2 separate regions of the Arachis hypogaea genome follow, and region 2 is linked to region 1. A link is a contact called in public Hi-C data. All regions are on one chromosome and are shown on one strand. Each heading gives the region's core, a stretch centred on a gene start, on an enhancer-like site or on the middle of the called end of the contact. The rest is flanking DNA. Distances are from core to core; before and after follow the strand shown. Region 1 has its middle 12 kb from the start of LOC112756361. Region 2 holds the start of LOC112757960 (two-component response regulator ARR8).

Region 1 (7,845 bases), core at 2,724-5,223:
ACAGTTGTTCCTTCACAGTGGTATTGTTCAAATGTGTTTAGGCTGATACCACTACCAGTAGAGGCATCAAACAAGACCATTTGGGGCTTACCAGCGTTAATTTCTCTCGTCCAATACACACTGGTAATCGTGAAGAAGATGAACCGTACATATTGGCATCAGAAGCTCAGCTTGTATACTATGTGGAGGATGAAGTAGCTAAGGATTGGAGTGTTGTAGTTCATGTGAAACCAAGGGATTTGTATGACATGGGAGAAGAGAATGAAGAAGCTGAAGTCGGTTTTTCTCCACAGCCAGGGTTGAACATGTCAGCGGAAGGTGACATTGAAGATTTATTGTTGACAAGGGAGGAAGATATAGAAGACCTCGTAGAAAATGCCTCAGAGAATTTCGATGATGTCGCGTAATGCTTTGTATGAAGCATTTTAATGTAATTTAAAAATGATCTTTCTGTCATAAACTAAGTTAAATAAAATCAGCGTTGTACTTTGTTTTCTTTGGTTACTTTATACTTGTGTAGTTTTTTTTTTTTTTTTGCAGATAAATATTTGTGTTATTGTGAATTCTCATGAGTAAACGCAGACTTTTGGTTCTTTCAACGATTTTAATATGAAAAAGTTAGTTTACGTTTGGTCTTTATTCCTTCTACAGTTGTTGTTTTTCTTAGGGTTGCATTTTTTTATGATCTTGCTATGTATTACGCAATATAATTTCACTAGTGATACGTTTTGAATACAATAGTGAACATAACATGACGATGGAACAGGATTGATAAAAAATGAGGACTTTTCGTCATTCTCTGCAAACACAACAATTGCTATAGAGCTTCTGTTTAAGAAAATTGCCTTAACTACTAACAAGGGTGATAGTAATTGTTGAAAAGTTGTGTTTAGTTTTAAAATTGTCTTAGCATCTTGTAGTTTAGTTGTTTTTCTAAGTCAGTATTTAATAACTCCAGAGTTCTCAATTCCTTCTATGTATACTCATTCTGTTATGTGCATGTTGATATTTTCAGTCGTACCTGAATATTCCGGAGAAATAGTTCCTGACAGTCTAGACGGAGAAGAGGCTGATTCAGAAGACATTTTAGATGATGTATCCTCTGTCGCAGTTGATAGATCCATGCAGTTTGATCTGAATAAGGTTCCGGATGAAGAGGATGCAACTTTAGAAGACCAACAAGATAAACAAGATGATATACATGTTAAGAAAATGTGCTTTGATCTGAATAAGATGCCATGGTATGGAGATGAAATATCAGATCCTCTGAAACGTGAAGCCGCAAGATTCATAACAGAGTTTTTTTCGCCAGGTCAATATGATGTTGGAGAGAAATTTTGATCTTTTATTATAATAGTTACGCTGATTTCGTTAGTTTAATGATTTGGGTCACAGTTGTACATGTTTATTCTTGGTTTAGGTTTAGTAAGGCATAACTTCAAAGAGGAGTAACTTTGATGTATGCTATCTAGAACTTTATTTTAACTTCATAAATATCAGAGTTTGATTTTATTTGCTACTTTTACATTCATGATTGAATGCAATTTTTAAATGCCAATAACGTAATCAAGAAAATCTTAGTGGTAAAATTGTTCACATGAGTTAACATATAAAGGTTACAAGTAACTTGTGAAATTTTTATCGTAAACCGAATGTAGAAAAAGTGTTACGAGTTTAAGTAAGAATGATTTAAACATATGTAGCTTCAAAAAGTAGTTTTCACTTAAATATATTAAACCCAGATGGTTATTTCTAAAGAGAACAATGCAATATGTGGTAACACGCATTTTGCGGCGGTTTAAAAGTAACCGCCGCAAAATGCCTAACAAGAAGTCACCGGCGGACATATCGCGGCGGTTTTCGAAAAGAAGCCACGAAATACAAACCTGACCAGCAATATAGCGGCGGTTTGAAGAAAACCGCCGCGATATGTCAACCTTACAGCAATATAGCGGCGGTTTTGCTAAAACCGCCGCTAAATTTCGGTATGATTGCAGTCCCAACCTTTAACCGCCGCTATATGTGCCGCATTTTGTCTTTTTGCGGCACATTTACAAAACCGCCGCAAAATATCCGTCGCTATCTTAAGGATTTGTTGTAGTGCGACGTTGCAGAAATTATTACCAAGTCAATTAGAAACTACAAAGAGTGGGTTGACTTTATTCCGTTTAATTATTGATAACAATGCCAGAAATAACTACGATTTTTTTTAGTATTTATATTATAATTCTGAATTTTTTAAATATTCCACCTTATTTCAAAAAAAAAAAAAAACTCAAGGACTAAATTAAATATGTCTAAAAAGTTTAATAAGCATAGGGGCAAAATTTTATCTCATTTTCCTATACTAAAGATATATTCGAACATTCATTTTTTTTGGGATTGAGTTATTCATGCATTGTCATACATTGTCTGAGCTAATCATCAATCTTTCCCACTACTCCATTGATGGACTATTATTTTTTTTTAAATAACAGATTTTCTGATAAAAAAATTATTAAAATACTTTATATACTATTGTCAAGTGAGATGTTTGTAAATCCTTTAAAAATTAGTCGTCGAATTTAATAATAGCTAAGCATTTTGATCGTAAAATAAATTAGCAAAAATATGTCTATAACCTCAACAATCTCCCCCAGCATATTTCCACTTTTAATTTTCTATATTCATATATTATTATTCTTTTGTACTTTAAAATTATTATTATTATTATTTACGTTTCACTTTTAACTTAAAAGTGAGAACTCATGCGTGGTTAACTTTACGTAAAATTGATAATTAAAAACTGTTAAATAAAAATTTAGTCAAATTATTTAATTATTTTTAACTATAAACTTCACGTAAAATTAACTGCACTTGAATTTTTACCTAATTAAAGTACAAATTAAATGTGGCACTAGTACAATATTCACAAATTTAAGTTTCTTAATTAATTAATTAATTAATTTTTCTTTGAGCACACGATGACTTCCTTCCAGCCTAGTTCAAAATTTCAAATGTAAAATCTTCAACATAGGACAGAACAAAATTAAAACATTTCCACCCTGTTTAATTTTAATAAAAGAATAAATTGGTTGATATGGGGAAGTTTAGGTTCATGTACCGTATCTGCTTTAGCCTTTAGCTTTAGCTTCATTCTAGGGATTTGCACAGTGTCCTAGGATCCATGTGTATGATGATTAGCATGTCCTAGCAAATAGTATTCTATGATTGAATTCAATGTGAATAAATACTCTAAATAAAATATAATAAATAAACCCTCCCATCCCCCATAACAAGGTCTACCCTTACGAACGCCCTTTGGGGCAATGCTGTTTTTGGTTGTCCCTATGAAATGTCATAGGGTCACAATAGAGAACTCAATTTTTTATTTGAGACAGTTTATGTTAACAATATTCTATGAACTCAAGCTTCGTATAAATATAATATAAAAATAGGGAATAATAATATATAGAAATCTTTAACAATATCAATATTGAAAGATATACTGCTTTAATATTATATAACATACAAGAAACAAGACCTTGTATTGAAATTGAAAAAGTATGGAGAGCCAATGAAATATTTGTACAATGCGTACAATGGAGATTTAGGGAGTATTAGAGATATAATCATTAGTGTTATCTTTTTTCATTAGCGTAAGCTTCTGGGATAAGTAGTATCATGACATGGTATTAGAGTTTTAGATCCGAAAGGTCAAGAATTTAATCCTTGGTGAACCCCAAAATCAGCTTAAGCTTTTGAGATGAGTGGTTTTATGATATGAGATGTTTATTATCCCTAATACTCGGATACTTATTCGCAGGACTCAATTGAAATTTTGTAACGTGAGGAACTGAGGGTAATAGATGGAAAGGAACTAAATAATGACAAAAAAAGTGAAAAACACAGATGGCCTTGGGCCTTAAAACCGTTTTATTGGGCTTTTATGTTTTAGGATATAGCATTGTTCCTTCAATAAATATAGAAATTGGGCTTTTTTCTTTGCCCACCTTATATAGGTTGGGCTGGGGTGACTTATTGGTTTGGGTAGTTTGGGCCTTATTGGCCCACATCCAATTTTTTTTTGTCAATGTTGATGTCAGAGTCTAAAAACCCCCCACCCCCACCACAAGAAAAAAAAAAAAATTGAAGACAGAGAAAGAATCTATCTATGAAGTTTTCTAAATTTGAAGTGAAATGGTTAATTTTCCCTTAACAAGATATATCCATGACATGGTTTTCACATGACATAGAAAAATTTTGAAATTTTGAGTCAACTGTCTTGTGTTATCGAAATGCTTATAATTCAATAAAAAATAAAAAATAAAAAATGTCATTCATGTACTGTTTCAAATGTAAAATAGAAAGAAAAGAAAATTATTAGAAATTTTAGATAATCTACAATCTGCGACTAAAATTACACTAAACTCTGAATATTTTACTTATTTATTAGTATAATTTGTATTTATTGTTACGATGGGTAACCGGAGATCAGTGGGCCGGATGACGTTGGTTGACCCAAACGTGTGAGGGAGGTGGCCAGCTGGTGCACCTGAAACTCGGTGTTCCTCCGTTCGACTTGCGCGTCTGGGAGAATGGGGGGTGGTACCTGCAATGACACTCCAATGCCTAAGTTAGCAAGAGTGTGAGCAAGTTGAGAATGTATTGGGACTTAGTGATACCTGAGGGATGTCAGGGTATTTATGGAGGTGAACCAATAACCACCGCTGAAGTAGTGCCACCTTTTTAGGTGGATAACCGTTCCCATATCTTAGGGAGGTTAAGATATGACTCTATGAAGTGGTTAGAGAGTTTCTAGGGGCGGTTACTCATTCGAACGAGTGTTATCTGCCAGCTAACCCTCGTATCCGACTTCTTTGGAGTAGGTCGTGTTCAGTACCGACTTCTGGGGATGAAGGCCGGTACTGGGGGAGGGCCAACCCCTTTGGGTTGGGCTTCTTTGCTTGGATCCTGGGTCCTATTTATTGGGCCAGGGTATGAACAGTGCCCCTACTCGAGCCCAATTTATTTTTAAGAGTTGGGTTCGAGTATTCAACTCGGGGTCGTAGCCGATTTGTGAGAGGACCGATGTGATGGTTTGAGGACCGACGTGATTTTTCGTGACCTTTTGGTTCTGACAGTTACGTCTAATCAAGCGTCGTGTCCGTTAGGGGTGTGCGTAGGGATTTAATAGCCTTGGTAACGGTGCATCCTTATTAATGATTGCCCCGATTTTACCGTTATGCCCCTAACGTTCTTATAAATATTTTCCCTCTCTTTCGTTGTTTCGTTTCTGCGATCTTTCAAATTTTCCTTGCCTTCGTTCGTGCTGCGTTCTTGCGTCTTCAAAGGCTTTTTGCTTCCAACCCTTATTTCCGGATAAAGGTTAGTTCTTTAATATGCCTTTGTAGATAAATTTGATTTGTAGACTTTAGTTTCGCATCCTCCTCCCTTTAGAGACCGTGTTGGTGACATTTCTTTTCCCCTTGTAGGTTTGTTACCCCCCTTTTTTATAAAAAGAAATGGCTTCTGTAGATGCTCTCTCTCACTGGGTTGATGTCACGGTCTTAGGGGAGGAGCCCTCAGTCGATTCTGAGTTCATTACCAACCTTCGCACTCATCACAGAATTTGTACTTCTGAGGATGACGAACCAAAATACGAATTGGTAGTCCCGGGTCCTGAAGACCGGGTTTGTTTTGGAAGAGTCGATGAGGCGGCCCCTCATTTTTTCTTTATGTATGAGTGCATGATCACCCGTTTGGGTGTTTTTCTTCCTTTTTCGAATTTTGAGATATCTGTTTTGCGTCACTGTCGAGTCGCTCCCACCCAGCTTCACCCCAACTCTTGGGGTTTTTTGAAAATTTATCAATTTGTCAGCCAGGCTTTAGAGTTCCCGACTTCTTTAAAGATTTTCTTCCATCTTTTCCACATGACAAAACCCTTCAGTGGGCTAAACAATAAACAACAGTGGGTGTCGTTCCGAGCCATACAAGGTCGGAGACTTTTTACCCTTTTTGACGAGTCCTTTCATGACTTCAAGAACTACTTTTTCAAAGTGCAAGCTGTAGAGGGTCACCACCCCTTTTTCCTGGATGATCATTCTTCTCCCCGATTTCCTTTATATTGGCTGGAGGCCTCCCCTTGCGAGAAATATGGTCTGGATGATTTAACTGAGGTAGAAGCAGCCATTGTGGGGTTCCTCCGAGAAGCGTGGGGGAGGGCCCCATACTTGGATACTAAAAAATTTCTCCAGGGGTCGCCGTCCTTTGTCCAGTCACAATTAGGTAGCTTTTTGCGTTTCTTGCTCGTTTCCGACTTGCAATTTCTTTTACCGACTTTGTCTGATTTCGGCTACCAATTTGTTTTTTGTAGAGATGGCAAAGAAAAACGCTCAAGAGTCTTACCAGAGGGTTCAGGAAGCCAAGGCAAAGTCTCGAGCCAGGTCTGGAGGTGTTAGGATGGTTGTCTCTCCTCCTCCTCCTCCTCGGAACGTTGGGACTCCTTCTCAGCCTATCGTAATTTCTTCCTCTGCTTCCTCTCTGCCACCCCCTTCCGTCCGACCTACTCCCGAACCAGAGCCAAAGAAGCGCAAGACATTAGAGTCTGGTGCTTCTGGTGAGGCGGACGCTCTTGCGTTCGTCCGAAAGAACATCTATCCTCATGCTCGTATGAGTATGGATGATGTTTCTGTTCGGCACTACCTCACTACTGTGGTTGAGGAGAGTCTCAAGACGGCGGGGGTTTGTGGCAAACTCTTGGATATATTTGAGAAGACTCCCATCAGCTCTTTAGGGACGACCTCGAGGGTCGAGGAGCTGGAGGGTAGGCTCCGTATATATCAGGAGCATGAGAAGGAGTTGGAGGGGAAAGTCGCCAAACTGGAGGGGGAGAGGAACAGCCTCCGAGAGAAGGGGCAGAAGTTGCAAGCCCAATGCAACATGGAGGTGGAGTTGAGGAAGGCAGCGCAAGCCAGCTACAATAGTTTATTTGCTGATCTTGTGTCTGTAAAGAACGACTTACTGAACGCTCGGAAGGCCTACACCGAGTTGGAGGACTCTATTGCGGATGGTGCTGATGAAGCCTGGAGGATTTTCAAGGAACAGGTCGGGGTTATTGCTCCTGACTTGGACCTTTCTCCTTTGGACCCTGATAAGGTTGTTATTGATGGTGCCATCGTGGATCCTCCTGTCCCCATAGTGGAATCTGAGTCTGATTTAAAGACTCGGGGGCAGAGGATCGTAGAGTCCCCTCCTCGCTCTAAGGACGCTCCGAGTTCTTCTACCGTTCCTCCGACTTCTTCTTCAACTCCTACCCCTGGCGTTCCCCCTGATCCTGCTGGTGGTGATCTAAAAAAGTGATTTTTGGCTATCGGGGCCCGGCTTGTGGGCCCCTCTTTTTTGAACTCTTTATATTTATTTGTTTGGTGTTTTGAACAATTTTGGCCTTTTAAGGCCGTAAACAAAACAGTGATGCCCCCTTTTAATAGGGGTTTAATTTAGCGTTAAATAAATGCCCTTTTTGGATAAGTGTTTTGAGTTACCTTATGCGCACATGCTTTTCGTGGTTTATTTGACTCTTTGATCTTTTGTGGAGAAAACCTTTTCTTTGGGACTTGCTTGCTTTTCTGAATCCCCTTGATTCTCAAAGCAGCCTTTTTCTTAGTTTTTCCTTATCTCTTTTGGTATTCCTAGTACTCAATTTTGTTTTATTGAGTTTTTCGTGACTTAGGCTACTTTTGCGATTCATTTTAATTGTACTCGGTTTCGCATTTCGCCCTATGAGTCGGACCGATCCCGAGTTTATCATGATCGACTTCTATAGCCTCTTTACACCGACTTGTACCTCGTCGTTTTATCCTGACG
Region 2 (7,845 bases), core at 3,968-6,467, 44 kb before region 1:
AATTATTCATTATCTTCAACAACGAGATAATTGATGATCGAAGAGAAAGTGAAAAAGAAAAGAGGAGAAGAAATTCCAATGAAAAAAGGAGGAGGAAGAGGAAGAGGTGGTATTAATAACGACGATAACGAAGAAGAAAAATAACAAATATGCAATAATGGTACGAAGCGTATAAATATAAATGACTTGTAAAGAGTTGTATGAGAAAAATACTTATATGTGGAGAATAATTCTTTTTGAATTTACTTTAAAACCTTTGTGATGAATGTTAGAAGGTTATGATTATTGGGGTTTTATGATGAAGGATCATTGATTGAAATAATATTATCTCTTGTATATATGTTATAGTCTATGTTCGGTCGAGATTAAAATTGTTCTAAGGTTAATTATTTTTATTTGAAGATGTATGGAATTTATCATATGGTGTTCTCTATATCAAAATTAAATGGTAAAATAAAAGAGAGGATAAAAAATAAAAATAAAAAGGAGAAGAACAAGAACTACTGAGATTAATTAAATAAATTTGTCTCATAAAAAATATTAGTTATGTAAGTAGAGAAAAACGTTATGATCTTGAAAATATGGACTAAATAGTATATAAGAGATTTTGTTTTCTAGAAGAGAATATATAGAAGTTAAATAGTATATATAGATAGATGTGACAATATTTTTGGAATTTTTTTATTATAACTTAAAAAAATATCATTTCTCCAAAAAAAATGAATGAAACTTTAATTTTTAGAATTTTTTCTTTTGGCATTTTGGATGAGTTTGTCGCATCCCGACGAAGCTTGTTATTTTTGTAAGGTTTGCCGTACATCTTGGCAAATTTCAACTTTTAGTTTTATATGAAGTTTGCGTGACGAATTTTGAGTCAAATCGTCCATAAATATCTAAAGAAAAAAAGAGAATAAATAGAAAGTACATAAAAACTATTTATAAATATTATTATTGTTCTGATCGTTATCTGAAACGTTGATTTTGGATCTGACTGTGAGGTCCAGACTCCTTGTGAGGCAGCGTCCGACTTGTTCTTGTGTCGAGGTGCTGCTGTCCGAGTTCCTCCTAAGGAGGTGGGGGTGGTACCTACAAGAGACTCTGATATTTAAGTTAGCAAAGGCTTTAGACAGATTTTTTAGTAGATTAGAACGTGTATATATATGAGGAATGTCAATATATTTATAGTAGAGTTAATTATCACTTTATTTTGAGAGTTTGTTAGGATCTATCTTTTAGGAAGATAAAAATAGTAGGAGAGATTCAAGAAGACAGTTTTGTAAGCACTTATCCAATCTCTTTTTTAAAATAGATCGGATATATAGTGAAGGTCATCCTTTTGGAATGGATCTTTCTTTTTTATTGGATCTGACTTTACATTTTAGAATAGGGTATAAACAATTACACAAAAATAATAAAATATATTTATAATCAACGTATAATTATTAGACACATGACAATATAACATATATGATATATGTACTTATAGATATAATATAAAGATAATATACTTAATAACAATTAACTTTTATCTATTGCAACATTAGTGGCTTAACTGTTTCATATAACTCCTCTTTCATGTGATCAATTAGGATAGCACACAAGTAAAATTTAATATTTAATTCATGTTCTATGAATTGACAAAATTATGGGGCCAATGGGCCATTAGCCCATTACACTTGCATCCGCAGTTTCTCACTCACTGGGAATGATCGTTATTTCATAGGACAATGTTCTTATTTAACACATGGGCTCTCGATCTGGCCAAAAATACAGGACCTTTGGTTTGTGGCCCAAAATGTAATTGTTTAAGGCATATAAAAAACCCCGAAAAATGGACATCTGATCACATCGATTTTTCTTTTGATTCAAATAAAAAAAAAATTTTAACTTGGGTTGGTTGAGTGATCGGTTCACTTATCCGCTTAAGCAAGTGTCGGGAGTTCGAACCCCGCCTTGTGCATGCAGCAACTCATTGGCCAGTGGCAGACCCTTAAATGGAGCTCAGATTTGCGACGGATTAGTCCTTAACATGTCGCGGGTAAATCCCTGCAAATACTCGCCCCATCAAGCCACTAAAAAAATTGTGATTCCTAAATAGTAAAAAGGATACACTTTTTATAAATGAGCTTTATGTACACCAAACTCATTCATGAAAATAAATGACTAAATCGATTTTCCATTTTTCTTTTTGCATTAATTGTTATCCCATTTTCTTTCTTGTTAATGCACCTGCCTAATGAAACAAAACTTTACACTCTTCATACACTATGTAGACAAAGTTACAAAGCAAGTGATTTGAAGGAACAAAATCCCTTTTTCAAAGGTTCTAATTGGTCCCATATTCCAACCAAACTGATAATTGGTAAACAAGACTCATTTAGACCCAAAATTTATCATCTGATTTCTTACTCTTCATATGATCTTTTTTTTTCCTTTTAATATATGAAAACAAAATTGGAAGGGAATATTTTCCATGAAATGTGTACAGGAAACAACTTTCTACACTCCTATAAGGATCTATATCAACCAACACTGAAGTTAATCATAATGTGAAAAAAATAAGAGAAAAAGAAAAAGGAAGTTATATGAGAGAGAATTACATTGTGAAACTCAAGAAAATTATACTTTGGTAGGCAATGAAAATGATTATTTATGATCATACCACAGTGGCTATGCCACTGTATCTTGGTCTAGTTCTGTCAGTGGTCTCTGGTGAAAGGCTCTGCTCCATGCTCTTCCTCTTGTTGCTGCTGTTATTGTTATTGTTGTTGTTTTGTTGCAGTGATTGTTGTTGTTGTTGTTGTTCTAAATTTGGTTGCACTTGTGGCTGTGCTTCTTCTTGTGGTTGATGCTGCTTTTGAACTTCTAATAAAGTATCAATCTTTTCTGGTATCACTTGCTTTTGATCTTGATCTTTCAACTTGCTCCTCTTCATTATATGTGGTTTGAGCCTATTCAAATCTGAAAGCCTCACTGGCTTCAAGAAAAATTCTTCAGCTCCTTCCTCCAAGCATCTGTTTCATTGTCCATAGATTCATCAGAACATATTTTTTTTCCTTTTCCTCTCCAAAAACAAGACTCAAAATTGAAATGTTTGAAACACTCCTTCAGCCCTTCCCCTATTACCTGCTAATTCTTGAAGGCACATTCTCAGATGACATAATCACCACTGGTATGTTTCTAAGAGATGAAGATTCCTGAAAAAAAAAAAAAGAAAAATCAGAACAAAATCCTATAAATTTCTTAACTCTGTTGGTTCCAGTTGAAATAATTGACCATGGAAAATTTCAGTAATTTCCAAACCAAATCCTGTTCCTCAAATCAAATCCAGCTGATAAAAAAGCATGGCCCTTTTTTAGGAAGAAAATATTTGCAACATATTGTGATCCTGATTTGTTTTGAGTGGAAAACAGAAAAAAGAAAAAAAAAAAGCATATATGGGAATAATAATATTCCAAGAGATAATAAAAACTATACTCCAAGTTGACAACTTTCAGCAATAGCAGAAAATTGGGATGAATACACAGTATCAAAATGGAAAATTCTTGTTGCTTTAAAAGCAAAAGGAGAAACAATATTAGCCAGAAAGACTGAAAGAGAAAAAGAGATGAGACAGGAATAGAAACCATAACCATACCTTGATTTTCTTGAGCAAATCATAGCCGGTCATCCCAGGCATACAGTAATCTGTTATAACCATATTCACCTCCACCTCCTACAAATAAAACAAATCCTTAATTTTTCAGAATCCCAGAATAATAATAACATTGATACTGATCCACGGTTCAAAATTTAAAATAACAAAATTGAAATTAATATCCGTACCTGATGATTGTTAGGAGAAATAGAAGGTGTATTTGGGGTGCCATCATCATTCTCACGCAAGCCCAGAAATTCTAAAGCTTTGGTCCCAGAATCAACTGTAGTAACTGCCAATTCAGGTAAAAACACACAACTCAGACAACATAGTAGGACACATACATAAGAAAGGTAAGGAAGAAAAAAAAAAGGAAAAGGGTACAATTTTGTTTCTCTGTTTTCTTAGATTGTTGTCTGATTTAGGAAAAAAAGAGTGTACCTTGGTAAGAAGAAGTTCTTAGGAGCCTCTCAATAAGCTTCCTATCTATGAGGCTGTCATCAACAGCCAACACATGAAACTGCTGTGACTCTGTAGCAGCTGCAGCAGCCATCCCCATTATGCTTCTTCCCAATTCAGGGTTATGCAAAGATTAAAGTTGGAACCTTTGATCTAAATTAGAGGATGTGATGAAGAAATGGGAAAGTGGGTGTGTTAAAAAAAACGGTTTTTCTTCTTTTCCCTTTGGAAATGGAAGAAAGGAATGGCTTTTGTGTTTATGGGAGGAAGATGGGATAGGATGGGAAAAAGAAGAAGAAGAAGCTAAGAGCTTTGTATTGAAGAAATAAGACCCACCAAAATCCCCATCCCACAAAGCAAGATCCGACCAGATTTCATCCCAAATCTTGCAAAATAAAATTTTTTCCAAGCTAATGTTGAATTACATGGCAAACAATGCAAAAGAAAAAATATGATAATAACTTTTTTTTATCCAAAACAAATAAGAATAGAATAGAGGAATAAATGTGTGTTATAACTTATAATGTTAAAATTATATTACTAATAAAATTACTAAAAGTTTAAATTTTATTTTTTTATAAAAAATGTAATTAATAGTTTTAATAAAATCCTAATTTTATTTATAGGTTGTTGAGGGAGGGAGGTGGGCTTAATTTATATATGTGAGAGAAAAAGAGGGAGAGGGGAAAAAATGAAAATGGGGTTTGTGAAATTAGAAAGTTGGAAGAAAGCAAAAGAGGAAAAGAATGTGTAAGAGAGAGAGTGGGGCCCAAGAAAATCCGGAGAAGAGATACAGGTGATGTCAGCAAGGGTGGGTTTGTGAAATGAGAAAATAGAAAAATATGAAATCATGTGGAGCTTACCATATCTTAGGCAGGTGGGGGATAGAAGTGGCAAAGTCAGGCCATTTTCTTTTGATTCCCTTTTAAGATTTGCTTCCCATGCCCATCATCATCATCATCTTCATCATCATCATCATTCATATCTCTCCATCCACTTCATTTTTACTATTTTTCATTTTCTTTTACATTGCTCTTTATTTTTCATCCCTAGGCCATTTACTATTCTTTGATTTTGGTTTGGAACACACATAAAATGGCTACTTTTTTCCTTCATAATAATGAGATAAATAATATATTTTAACATTGTAATTTTTTATATTTTTTAAAACGGAGAAACATATTAAAATCAGAAGATTTGATTTATGTACCTTAAATTTTTTTTATTTTTTAAATAGAAATCGGATGATCCGATCTCAAAAATTAGAGAATATGATCTTTGTATCTCATAAATTAGAGGATCTAATTTAGTCTAATTTCTTTATCCCAAATTAATCCGTTTTACATCTGAGATTAATACTACAACCATTCACAATTAAAAAAAAAATATCATTATTAATTCAATATTAAAAATAAAAAAAGACATAAAATAAGTTTAATTTTGACTAATAAACAATATATAATATTTTTTATATTTGTTTAATTATATTTATTTTTATAATTATTTATATATTTAATATAAAAAATAATTATTTTTATTGACGTACATCATATAATTAGATACATATGTAAAATTAACGAAAATTTATCAAAATTAAATTCAAATAAAATATCTCAACATTTCTTAAAAATAATAGGCATCATTGAAAATGTCAAACAATATTTGGTATGAGAATTATATTGACTCTCTACAAATATATATTAGGGTTCAACATTGTTCAAATGCAGTATTGAATGTACAATTTTTATTTTTAATTTTTTTGACTTTGCACAAAGCATTATATATTCCATTGTGGTAGAAGATAGGGATGTTATGGACCATTGATGTATATTGAAGGAAGAAGAAAGGAGGCACATGGCAGAAAACGAGAAAGTGAAAAGGCACTAATTAGTGGGCCAATTTTGCCCCTAAATACTTCATTGTCTTCTCCCATCCCATTATGGCCATGCCCTCAGGACCAAGACCAATGCCATTTTTTCCTTCTTTCTTCTTTTTTCTTTTCTTTTGCTAATTCATCTCATTTTGTCCATTTAGTCAAATGTTCATACTAATTTTTCATGAAATTTTTACATGCAAGTATGATGGAATGTTCATCATTGAATCTTTCTCTCAAACCTTATGGCCCATGTGTAATCGTTCAGTTTTGCTAAGTGCAATTAAAATGATTTTTTTTATCTATTTATAAAATGTATACTTATTTTCTTTATAACTTTTAAAATATCTTCTTTTTAATTCATTTTAAATCTTTTGTGTTAACTAAAGTTAACTTTATTTATTTAAAAATAAATAAATTATTTTTTACAAAAATATATTCTAATAAAAATTTAATTTTTTGTGATTAAATTTTATTTACCGAAATATTTTTTCTATTAATTAAATTATATTTTTACCAAAATATTCTTTTAAAAAATTTTTAATTATTAAATTATTTTTTCTTAAGATACCTTTCAATAATTATTAAATTGTGATTTTAAAATTTTCGTTGAATTAATTATTAAATTGTGATTTTACCAAAATTTTCGTTAAAATTAAATAGTTAATTTTTTTTCTAAAATCTTTTAAAAAATTATTGAAGGGTATCTTAGAAAAAAAATAATTTAATCATTAAAATTTTTTTAAAAGAATATTTTGGTAAAAATACAATTTAATCAATAAAAAATAAGTTGTTAAAGGATATTTTAGTTAATAAAATTTAATAAAAAAATTTTACTAAAGGATATTTTTGTAAAAAATAATTTATTTTTTCTTAAAAAATGGATAAAGTTAACACAAAAAATTTAAAATTGATTAAAGAAGAAATTTTTAAAATTAATAAAAAAGAGAGTGCATATTTTATAAATAGAGAAAAAGAATGTGTCATTTTATCATTTTTCAAAAAAGAGGAGTGGAATTTTTCAATATATATATATATATTGTTTTTGGAGAGGGGAAAAAGTCTTTATTTGCATTATAGGTCAAGTCACTCAGGATGACTTTATCTCCATTTTCCCTTTCAATTCTCTTAAAAGGGAACTAATTAATCTTAGCCCAACTATTTAAAATAGCAAAATTTTTAAACCCAACGTCCTATTTAACGTTGCTTAGTTTACAAGAAAATTTCATAATTATATGCGACTTTTAAACCCTAGGCCACAACAAATAAATAACAAAAAGTTTATTTATTATATGCGAATAAGCTTGTAAATTATGAATATTGTAATAATAATTCTGAATTTTTTCGTTGTGTCAACTGCCGCTAAATTTTATTTAGCAATCGCCGTAAAAAAATGGTTGCTATCTACTGAATTTGGTGCAGTGAATGAGATCTTTGAAATAAATTAACTTTCATAACGTTTTCAATAAATAATGCTAGTTTTCTTATTGTTGATTGAAATTACCATTGTTCTTTATTGATAAGAACGAAAATGTTTGGTAACCAAAGAAAATCAGCAAAAAATAATCATAACTTATTTTATTTAGAATTCATTAATTGTTATGACAATTAATTAATGTTAAATAAGGCAAGTTCTGACTGATTTTTTTTGTCTAGCTAGCATTATCCTATAAGAATATAAGTTTAAATTTCAGTAGAGAAAAGTACTTGCCAAACAAAGCTCATTTTGTTATTCACATTCTCATATATATTTTTGTTGCACTGAGAAATTACCATCAAGTGAAAATTATTTAAGATTATTTCCTTTTAATAATTTACATTTTAAGCTACTCAATGCATGGAATTTTTTTATTACTTGATTTAAAATGCATCATGT

What was found. A called contact is a pair of places that touch in the nucleus more often than the background predicts.
Region 2: a Hi-C map of an unstated tissue shows a contact between it and region 1, with 4 times the contacts expected there. The contact joins the promoter of LOC112757960 here to the enhancer-like site in region 1. A contact is called at or near these places in 5 of 8 Hi-C or Micro-C datasets (leaf and an unstated tissue).

What each region holds. Positions count from the first base shown.
Region 1 is chr16:9,006,224-9,014,068 of arahy.Tifrunner.gnm2.J5K5, reverse strand. No RefSeq gene overlaps it. Among protein-coding and RNA genes, the nearest start is that of LOC112756361, 12 kb to the right of the region's middle. Within about 2 kb of position 3,973, at least 3 of the 3 cell types and tissues checked have open chromatin away from gene starts, as enhancers often do.
Region 2 is chr16:9,051,634-9,059,478 of arahy.Tifrunner.gnm2.J5K5, reverse strand. It overlaps LOC112757960 (two-component response regulator ARR8), which reads right to left and starts at 5,217. Exons shown (of 6, transcript XM_072219238.1): 1 at 4,960-5,217; 2 at 4,079-4,481; 3 at 3,826-3,929; 4 at 3,638-3,715; 5 at 3,127-3,197; 6 at 2,377-3,014. The coding sequence starts at 4,196. The coding sequence ends at 2,657.